2 separate regions of the Zea mays genome follow, and region 1 is linked to region 2. Evidence: chromatin contacts called from public Hi-C data. All regions are on one chromosome and are shown on one strand. The core of a region is the stretch at or near the end of the contact, and the rest is flanking DNA. Distances in the headings are between cores, read along the strand shown.

Region 1 (5,971 bases), core at 556-3,055, 180 kb after region 2:
TGGCAATGTACAGAATCATCTATCAAAAGAGGAATTGTGTTGGTCAAGGCTGATCATTCTTACAGTTCTTTACAAAGATTGACATAATGTTGTCTTAGCGCACAAAATACTAAGACAGTCACTGTACCAGAGCAAACTTACTAGAAAATGGAAGGCGAAACAGATGGACGTGAATATACTTATCAACAATTTAAATTTCTGAAAGCTAAAGCAATGGAAGAAACTAGAGGACTACAAAGTTTAGATTAGATAAAAAAAAAAGGCTCTGATACACACAACCAACTGTAACTAAGCTATAAGATTACAAATTACCTTCAGATGGAACCAAAAAAAATTCCCACAATGGATTGAGATTTGTTCCCACAAATGTCCTATTTCGTGCAAGTAGAAACGATTGTTAATTCAAGGTGTTAAGTCAAAATATCGCAAAGAAACTTATAGGCTGCCAAAATTTTGGTTTAAATGTCTGTTGGAAATGAACACAAATGGTCAAACCAACCTGTAGTCTGTGAGACCCAAATGAAGTGAGACACAGTACTCAAGATCATGATCTGAGTCATCTTTGTAGTGCAAGGCATTTCCTCCATACTGAAATTCTTGATTGTTGTCAGTATTTACATTCTACTACCTGCTGGTGAATGCAGTAGAACAGATACATATACAGAGAGATTGTCTTTCTATAAAGCATGCACCAAATCACTTAACATGCAAGAAGCTTCCAGTTTTCTTTAGTTAAATACGTGTTTACCAGTAAATTGTAGCATCTTCAGGACTTCAAGTATCAACGGAGCAGAAAAAAACGAGCATACCAAGGTAGAGCTAAAAATACATACCCGAAACTTTGTACCGCTGTATAGATATGGGTTCCGCTGAAGGCTTTGGTCCCACACCTAAAAGGTCAACAAACATGAAGAATGGCAATGGACACATGCATATGTCAGATAGACGTATGATATTGGTAGGCAACATTACCTCACTTATAGATTCCTCCAAGGCTGCATCAGGATGGGGAATCCTGTCGAATGACCGACCAAACTTCACCGAAACCTTCAGTTCATAACATGAGCTCAATCAGAATGTTGCTGTGTTGTAAAGCAAGAGTGTAAAACACACTTGGTACTTCCTCCATTCAAAGAAAAAAAAAGTCCATCTAGATTTGTCCTAAGTCTTCACTTTTTTTAGTATAGGAAATTTTATAAGGATTGGTAACACAAGAGTTAGCATGACAAGATCCGTACTTCATAATATTTGAGGGCCTATTTAGATCAAGACCTGACAAATTTGCCTGGCCAGACAGCTCCCACAGGCCTAATATACGAGCGCCTGTTGTACTGTTTCTGGCCGCGCTACAGAAATATAACATCAGTTATTAGCACCCCACACACTCCTGAACGAGCTAAAGAAATACATCACGGCAGTTGATGGCAGCAGCAGCACATCCAAACACTTGGGGCTAAGCTTGTCATCCAGGATCTGGGGAAACCGATGCAAAAGTCGGTGTTGCCGCCCGCGCGGTGGTCGGACCGATGGAGGAGACGCCGTTCCGTGCAACCAAATGGACCATGCAATCGGGATGGGGACGGAGGCGAGGGGGAGGAGGAAGAGGGGGAAGAGTTTAGGGTACACGCACGCGGGAGCGAGGGAGGCCGTCGGGGCAGGAGAGGAGTATCTTGAACGCCGTGCCCGGATATGCGCCGGAGGCGGCCATACTGGGTCCCGGTGCGGGTGGCGCGGCGACGGAGACGGTCGAGGGGCGCGGGGTTGGCCGGTGCGGCGGCACGTGGATAAAAACCTACGGGTTTGAGTGATAGTTTGTACCGTGGCTTTCTTGGTATACGTGCCAACACATGTACACGTAATAAATGTATGTGTATAATTATGTGATCGTGAGTATATCCGCAGGTTTGTAAACGCTCCATCCGTTGGTTTCTAGTCAAGTTTGGGTCGTGCTCGCTGAACTAGTACGAGCCTGACACGAAATAGATAGCATGCAGCCTGGCCCAGTACAAAATAGAAAAAACCGAGCCAGCACGACACGTTAGACGGGCTGGGCCGTGCTCCGGTTGGTGGCCCGATGGTCCAAATAGCCCGGCACGGCATCATGGGCCGTGCTCGGGCTAGCCCGGCACGAGTTAGGGTTAGGGAACGACGGTCTCGTGTCGCGCGATATATTTCCAGCCCCAGCCGTTCGTTCCTGTGGTGGCGGTCTCGGTTTAGGCCTTTAGGGTTAGGTTCTCAGCGCATCGTTTCCTGTGGCGGCGACTCCTTGGCTTCTCTTCCGCGACTAGGAACGCCACCGCCAGTCCGCCACTCCGCCAGTCTGCATTCGCAAGCGGCCAAGCCCGCCGTCGCTCCTTCCCTCCTCCTCCTCGGTTCCTCGGCTGAGCAACTCCTCGGTCCCTTCTGCGACTAGGAACACCGCCAGCCGCTGCCGCTCCTTCCCTCGTCCTCCTCTTCCTCGACAGTCCAGCCGCGACCGTCGGATGCCCAGATCCCAGGAAACGATGTGCCATGCGACCGCGACCGCGAGTTCAACCGGCCCACAGCCCACTCACAGCTCCAGCAAGGTTTGTTCACATCCTCTTCGTCAGATTATTGTTAATTCCTTGGTCCGTTCACATCTGTGGCTATGATTCATGCCCCCCCGCCCTGGGAGGTCGAGCTCTTTATATACGGTTGTTTTGATTCATTCCCCACTGAATCTGATTACTTAGTTCATGAGCGTCTGACCTTACAAATTACAATGGGGAGGAAGAGGACAGCTACTAGAAAACCTTATGCTAGTAGGACGATAGATGGTTCCAGCAGTCCTTGCGCACTCGCCCCAACCTTGGAAGGTAGATCTGATGATGGTAGTGCAATAGATAATGCCTCATTACCAGTACATGGTGCTGGAGGTGTACCTGTTTGTAGTGGTAGTTCTTCCTTACCAGCAGATGGGGGTGGAGGTGTACCTGTTTGTAGTGAAAGTTCTTCCTTACCAGCTGATGTGCTAGTGCAAAGTGCTGCTAAACCATCTGTTTCCAGGGCAGAGTGCTGGAAACATATGGATAAGCGGGAGATTGTTGAAAATGGTATAAAAAGTTATATTGTTGTATGTCATTATTGTAAAACTGAGTTGAGTGCAGATTCTGCTGGTGGCACTGGACATCTGAATCGACATTTTAGAGCTTGTTTGAAGAAGGTAGGGCAAACTCTTGGTGCAGGTGTGCAAACTCAACTTAACTTCGCTGTGGATGGCACTGTAAGTACATGGGTTTACAATCCACAAGTAGCACATGAAGAAATTATTAAATACATTGTTTCTGAAGATTTACCTATTATGATGGGTGAAAGCCCTAATTTTAAGAATCTGATTCAACGTGCTTTCTGTCCACAATACCAACCTATATATCAGTAGAACTACTATAAAATCTGATTTAATGTTGCAGTATCGCAAACATCTTGCTGCCCTTAAAGATAATTTTAAAAAAGTTCAGTTTTCATTTGCTTTAACTTCAGATATTTGGACTTCATCACATCAAAAAACTAGCCACATTTCTGTTGTTGCACACTATTTGGATAATTCATATTGTCTTCATAAGCGTGTTATAGGTTTTAGAGTGATGAATGATTCACATACTGGTTCTGCAATTGCTAAGCATATTCTTGAGGTGGTTAATGATTTTGATATAAGTAATAAGATTCTGTCTATTACTCTTGATAATGCTTCCTCAAATACAAATACAATTGAATCCCTATCCCCTCACCTGCATTCATACATAGATGGTTATATTGTCTACCAAAGATGTGTGTGCCACATTATTAATTTGGTTGTTCAGGATGGCATAACAGTAGTTAGCAAATATTTGGATAATGTCCGTGCTGCTGTTCGTTTCATAACAAGTACCCCTCAAATGATTACAAAATTCGGTGAGTATTGCAAGGCAAATAATATGAAACAAATGAAATTTGGCCTTGATATGAAGATAAGATGGAATTCGACCTATCTTATGCTTAAGAAACTACAAGGTTATGAGAAAATTATAACTATTTTTGTGAATGCTAATGCTCTTGATCTTGATTTGGTGCTAACTGAAGCTGATTGGTATATGGTTAAACATTTTAGAGAGTTTTTGATGCCCTTTTATGTAGCCACAAATGTTCTATCAGGTGTTTACTATCCTACATCATGCTTAGTCATTGATTACATTTGGTTAATTGTCGAGTCATTTGCTAAGCACAGATCTGATTCCCTTCTTTGCACTGTTGTTGCTCCAATGGAGTTAAAATTTCTAAAACACTTTGATAACATATCCCATATATATTGCTTTGCAACTATTTTGGATCCTAGAAAAAAAACTTGATGGGTTACAAACTGCTTTAGAAAGAATTGGCGACTTGCTAGATATGGACTATTCGGATGCTTTTAATCATGTGAAAGATGAATTATTTCGTGTTTTTGGCTTTTACTATAACAAATATGGTGAAAGTAATGTTACAGGAACAATGGGTGAACATGACATAGAACATTCAGATAGTTCTTTGACAGCCCACTTATGGAAGAGATCTAAGGGGAAAGAATCTTCTAACTCTACAACAAATCAAAGGTGGAATCCTAATGCTGAATTGAATCATTATCTATCTACTAACTTTGCAGCGACTGATCGCACCTTGAAGGGTGATAAGGTAAAATTACTTGAATGGTGGAGGGAACACAAGTACAGTTTTCCAGTATTATCTCATTTTGCTAGAGATATTATTCTTGTTCCTGTTTCTATGGTTTCCTCTGAAGCAACATTTAGCACAGTTGGTAGAATTATTGAAGAAAGGAGGTCCTCTCTTGCACATGAGACAGTGGAGGCCATCACCTGCCTTAAGGATTGGAAAAGAGCTGACGATAGAAAACAACATCAACTTGAAGATCCTGAGGTTGAACAAGCTTTTGCTGATTTCAGTCATGATTAGTGTTTCTTTTATCTAGTTCATTCTATTAATGTGGACTGTTATTGTAATATGGACTATTATTGTAATATGGACTGTGGACATTAAAACTTTTTCCGATCTATACTCTTTTTCTTACAGAGGGAGCCCCACATTGGGGTGTAAGGTTTTTAACGAGGCAGATCGAGGAATAAAAAGTAGTTTCCCTCAAAATTTTGTTTGTGTTGTCTAATTTATTGTAACAGTTTATTTAAATATATGACTTGTTTTCCTCAAATTTTTATTTATGTTGCTTAAAGGGTTTTGGACTTATTTCTGTATATGACTTAGTCACCTGAAGCACTCTTACGGGTCGGGTCTGAGCCAACACGGGCCGATATAAGCCCGCCATACTTTAGGGCTTACATTTTAGAACATGAGCATGATTTAGCCTGAAGCACGATGGGCCCGTGCCGGGTCACGCCCAACCTGCAGTACTATTGGTTTCAAACCCATTTTCATCTCTCGCGGTCCTGGTCAATTAATGCAAAACGAGTGGGAAAAAGAAAATTAAGTCGACCACAGTGGGAGTCGAACCCACGACCTTCTGATCCGAAGTCAGACGCGCTAATCCACTGCGCTATGCGGTCGTCGTTGTGTCAATCAAGCCTCCATTTTTTAAATTGATAGTATTACGCGCATTCTGCCAACTAGAAATGTCAAGGTGCGTATGGGGATCCGACCTACGCAGAATTCTCCATTATGGTTATTAGGATTAGAGTAAGATTTTAATCTTTATTATTATAGATTTGAGAAAAATTATTTCCTCAAGTATGTGAGTGTGGGTATGAAAAAGCAGAACCTAATTAACTATGGATAATATTTATCTTGTAAAATTATGTGTGCACCCATCCACCCATCGCGAGGAGGATAACTAGCCGCCCCACCCACCCTTTGTTTTTGTTGTTTTGCATGAATAAACAATATTTTCTTATTAGATATCGGATTTTTTTATGATGTATTGTTGTTGTGTGTTGGAACTTACACACGGGCACAAGTCGATCCAACG
Region 2 (5,431 bases), core at 1,743-4,242:
ATTTTCACCTTTTTTTACTTACAAAAGCGCAAACATTCTAACAGAAAATATGAACAGGTGATCACAGTTGAAACGCTATGGAGGAAATAACAGTGCATTTTGTGAAAAAAAATAAAAATAAGAGAACTATTTATATGGACGATATTGATAATGGTACAGCGAATATAACTAATTGAAGCACAAAACATATCATTGTAAAAAGTATAAGTCATGGAGCAGGATCAGAAAATACTAACCTGCTCCCCGGCAAGAGGATCTGGCACATTTTCAACAAGTAAGGGTTCCTGACTTGAAGGGTCTGGAACAAAAGTGTTAACAATCTGAAACAAACCGGGAGGTATGTGTGTTAAAATATAACCTTAGTATACAAAAAGTGCCTCACATTATTCAATTTCTAAGGCTTTCAAGTCCTCTACACAACAAACCTGAATTCCATTATCTTCTGTTTCCATTACATCAGAGCTTTTCCGCTCACTAAGAGGACATGGATCCTTGAGGACATCAATTTGGCCTAACTGAAAATCACCAGCACCTGAAACATGGACCTTTTGAATGGAGAAGGTATTACCATATTGGAAAAAGAAATGACAAAATAGTGAAGAAAAACTAAACATCGATCACATACAAGCTGATTCACTGAAAGATTGTGGGCCCGCAAATATCCAGACACGAGCAATGTGCACAATCCCGTATTTTCATCAGGATTTATGCAGACCTGAAGCAGCAGTGTCACCAATTGTTATATAAATAGTAGTATAATACATAACTTTGAATACTGGAACATAAATTTAATTTTTTTGGAAAAAATTCATGTTTGGCCAATATAAATTAGCAGCTATTCTAGAAAAGCAACAATGTAGCATAGCAAGTAATAAAACCTGCTCAGACATAACATAAGATCTCTGGTTTCTCCAATGTGGCGAGGAAAGATGCTGCTCCTTGAAAAGCCACATGAACTGGACAATTTGAAGAATACAAAATCAAAACAGAGTTCTCAAAAGAACAAACGTGAAGGTAACCAAATGATCTCATATTCAATATTCAAACGAATACTAACCTTATGCAAATCATCCTTTGTGTCTGCCAAGTAAAACTTGCAGTCCTCAGGCAGCTCTGCAGAAAGGAAAGAAGTTGCTGCTTTCTTCAATTCCTGCCTACTTTTATTATCCGCTGGAAGATCCTGATTATGTAACTAAACAGGTAAATCACCAGAAATCATAGAACAATATGTTAATGAGAAAGGCTAATGACTGGAACTTACACGAATAAAAACAGCTGTACTAGGTAAGCCCATGGCCCTAAATACAGACAGGCATTGAGATCCAAACTCATCAATTGGGCTATTCAAATCACCACTGTAGAATGAATTGGCTGGCAGTACGAACGCTAACAAATCAGCAACCTATGTAGGACAGGAACATTTGCAGGTTCCAAGTTAGTGCTAAGAAACTATAGAAGACAATAAACCACAACAAACTGAGTTTGGTTGGAAATGCATACCTTCGCCAGTTCCATGCATGTGGTAAGATCACCATATGGTGCTTGCAGTACCTTCACAAATATTATAAAATATGAAAATCCTATACGTGAAATTGACTGTCTAGATTGAATAATTGGAAACAAATATTCAACAAAATGTTATGAATAATGAAATGACTAGAACGTGCCATAGAGACATAGAGTACAATGTATAACCCAGCTTTAAACATGTACTGAGAAGGGTCAGTAGTAGACAAACATATAGTGATGAATACATATGCAACGAGGCATTATGACACCAAAAAATCTCAACAGCCAACACTAGCCTCATTTTGAACTAATGGTGGTAATGGTTGCACTCATAACATCAGAACAATATTCATTTTGAACTTACTGTGGTTCGAAGCTTATAAGTAGGAGAAGCAATGGTAGATAATTTCAGTTTCCGATCATCTCCTTCTGCAAATGCCAAAAGATCCTTGGCAAGTGATCCGACATTTGCTGATGAAGAAAGGCCAACGAGAACCTGCAATAAATAGTTGTAAATCGACTTAAGAAAATACCAATTGTATGATCACAACAAACAACGAGTAATCAGGTAGGATCCAGAAGCAAAAGCTAAGAATACTAACAATGACGCGCGGTGCGCTTGAAGGTCCAGTTGACGAGCGCTTCTCCTTCAGCAAAGCAGCACGTTTTTTATCACGGATCTGCACCCCACAGGAAGATGTTTCACACGGCAGGTTAAAAACTAGATGATCGGATGAGAAAACCGCACTATAAGTTGCATGGCACCCTCCCCAAAAGCTGCAACCTCCCAATAACTGTAGAGTAAGCTCAAAGCAAGCTAAAAACACCCCGCCCAATCTAAGAGCAGACCAATCCTATCCTATGCAACATGCAGTTTATGTTGCAGCACACCTCAGACTAATCATCTTACGAACTAAAAACAATCGCACGAACCACAGAATTGGCGACCTCCAATAACCTCTGCTACATACAGAACCAAAAAAAAATTGACAAAAAGGTGTGCACGGTGCGCATTGGAGACTGACCGCCTTGCTCTGCTGGATGCGGGCGGCGCGGGCCCCCTTTACAGCGGCGCGGTGGCTGGTTTCTGACTTCCCGCTCCTGACCTTGTCTGGAAGGAGACGCAGACAGTGAGATGAGACATGAGCCGCGGAAGGTGGAGAGGAAACGGCGACGAGAGAGGCTGTACACACCGATCTTGTGCGTGTGGCGGGAAGCCTTGGACGCGAAGCGGCTCTTGTGGGCCTTGTTCACCTGCGCGCGGCCCCCGCCCATGTCGGCGGCGGCGGCGGGAGGACCGGCTGCTTTGCTGCGCGGGTCGTTGGAGGGACGATGATAGAGCTGGAGGCGTCAGGTGGTCAGTCGGCGGCCCGAGGAACCCTTATTTGTCGCTCGCTTCTCGATCGGTCCGGGGCGGAGCTCCTTCCTGCTTTGGACGGGCGGCGGAGACACGTGAAGGTTGGAGTGCACAAAATCGGAAAGCGCCGGCGGCGGGAGGACGAGGAGGTGGGTTAGGGCTTCTTTCTCCCAGGAGATCACAATATTATTTTATAAAGCACGCGGCCGTCAGATCACAATCCGACGTCCCGAAATCGGTTAGGAGAGGAGTTCGGCTCCAGGCTAGGCTAGAAGTTCGCGTCTAGTGCGCAGCCGGCAAAGCTTTTTTTTCTCCTAGTAATGCATTTTTCAAAAATATTTCTCCTAGTACCTAAAAATTAGGAGTTCCCTAAAACTTTAAATCCTAAATAAAATGGTATCACTCCAACAGCTTCCAATATTTTTCTAAAAATATTTTGGATGGGCGAATTATGGCCCTGCTTGTTTGGGCTTTGTTCAGCTTCTGGCCACAAAAAATTGTTGCGGACTGCTAAACGTCCTAGCTTTTCAGTCCGTTTCTATAAAAATCGTTTTGGTAAAAAACCGTCTAAAATCAACATGAACATAAAATTGTTTGGGCCTAAAGTTTAGTTAGGGGACTAAAGTTTAGTCCCTAACATGTTTAGTTGTAGGGGCTAAAAATAGTAAGAATATATTAAATGACTCATAAGAAGACTAAAGTTGCCTTTAACATTCTCCTGCTATTAGTACAATTGAACTAAATAAGGGGTAAATGTGGAATTAATATGGTTTAGTCCCTTTTAGCACATATGTGAAGGACTAAAGACTAAATCATTTTAGTCTATATTTTAGTCCTAGTGTTTGGCAAAAAAGGGACTAAATGAGACTAAAAACTAGAGACTAATCTTTAGTCCCTCTAACCAAACACCCCCTAACACATGTGCGTTGTGACGGTACATAATCATATTTCATGATATTGGTTGGAAACGACGAGGCTATACCCGTAATACAATCAATGGTTGAGCGAAGTAAACCAGTCATATAAATCCTTCCAAAAAATACCAATAATAGATAAATTTAATATCAAAGTGAGAATATTGTCTATACACCAGATATTAAATTGATACGAATAAATACTACACTTTATTTTAGCCATAAGACCGAGAAAGATATGAGTTGAAAAAGAACTCAATCCCTGTTTTTATAGAGCACTCTGTAGCTCGTCCTCGTTCAGCTAACGGGGTGTTACTATATGTTTACGGTTTCCTGTTTTATTGGGCTTGGTGGCTCCTCACGGTCTATACATGATGTAACAATCTTGACGACTTATAACTCAAGACACTGACTCCATATAAACACACGGTATGATTGCCGATTTTAAAGACCCACAACATCTTCCACTGAACCTATGCCATTTTATTTTCTGTGAGCCACACGCATTAAACACACAATTCATGGACATATAGAACCATATAGATGTCTCTGGCTATTGCACAATAATCTTGTCGGCGTTTCGAGACCGGGGGTCCCTTGGGCCGACGAGTGAGTGTCGCCGCGTGCCCCAGCCCAGAATATTCTCTAAGAGCTCTACTTGCCCATTTGACATGGGATGAGCCACGGCGGCCCAGTCCACCCGGATGTGGTGATCCTCGCAGAAGTCCAAGAACTTTCTGCCGGTGAACTGGGTGCCGTTGTCGGTGATGATGGAGTTCGGGACCCCGAAGCGATGGATGATGTTGGTGAAGAACGCCACCGCCTGCTCGGACCTGATGCTGTTCAGAGGTCGGACCTCGATCCACTTGGAGAATTTGTCGATGGCGACCAGCAGGTGCGTGTAGCCCCCGGGCGCCTTCTGCAAAGGGCCGACGAGGTCGAGACCCCACACAGCAAAGGGCCAGGTGATGGGTATCGTCTGCAGAGCCTGAGCGGGCAGGTGGGTCTGCTTCGCATAGAATTGACACCCTTCGCAGGTGCGGACAATTCTAGTGGCGTCAGCCACCGCCGTTGGCCAGTAGAAGCCTTGTCGGAAAGCATTCCCGACAAGGGCTCGAGGCGCTGCGTGATGGCCGCAAGCCCCCGAGTGTATCTCTCGCAGGAGTTCCTGACCCTCGGTGACGGAGATGCATCGCTGGAGGATGCCCGAGGGGCTGCGGTGGTAGAGCTCCTTCTCATCGCCCAGCAAGACGAACGACTTGGCGCGCCGCGCCACCCGCCGAGCCTCGGCTCGGTCGAGGGGTAGCTCTCCTTGGTGGAGATATTGCAGGTACGGGGTCTGCCAGTTTCGATCAGGCGTGGCCCCGCTTCGCTCCTCCTCGATGCGCAGTGCCTCACCCTCGGGGGCCGAGGGTACCTCAGGCTGAACCGAGGGCGCCTCGGGCCGAGTTGAGGGTGCCTCGGGCTGTGCCGAGGATACCTCGGGCGGGGTCGAGGGTACCTCGGACTGGGCCGAGGGCGCCTCAGGCTCGGGCGTGTCATCGATCTTGACGGAAGGTTGGTGCAGATCCCGGGAGAAGACGTCCGGGGGAACAGTTGTTCGCCCCGAGGCTATTTTAGCCAGCTCGTCTGCAGTCTCGTTGTAGCGCCG

What was found. A called contact is a pair of places that touch in the nucleus more often than the background predicts.
Region 1: a contact with region 2 is called in a Hi-C map of leaf, with 4 times the contacts expected there. The contact joins the promoter of LOC100282909 here to the promoter of LOC100216810 in region 2. A contact is called at or near these places in 5 of 25 Hi-C or Micro-C datasets (ear, leaf and tassel).

Annotation. Positions count from the first base shown.
Region 1 is chr6:41,031,264-41,037,234 of Zm-B73-REFERENCE-NAM-5.0, forward strand. LOC100282909 (nudix type motif 22) reads right to left here and starts at 1,806. Exons shown (of 10, transcript NM_001155815.2): 1 at 1,631-1,806; 2 at 973-1,047; 3 at 834-890; 4 at 500-588; 5 at 313-371; 6 at 1-19. The coding sequence starts at 1,708. It overlaps TRNAR-UCG (transfer RNA arginine (anticodon UCG)), which reads right to left and starts at 5,552; the gene lies at 5,479-5,552.
Region 2 is chr6:40,847,713-40,853,143 of Zm-B73-REFERENCE-NAM-5.0, forward strand. It overlaps LOC100216810 (P-loop containing nucleoside triphosphate hydrolase superfamily protein), which reads right to left and starts at 2,993. Exons shown (of 21, transcript NM_001359502.1): 1 at 2,703-2,993; 2 at 2,535-2,620; 3 at 2,112-2,189; 4 at 1,874-2,005; 5 at 1,501-1,551; 6 at 1,262-1,402; 7 at 1,058-1,180; 8 at 879-956; 9 at 626-715; 10 at 426-545; 11 at 237-320. The coding sequence starts at 2,784.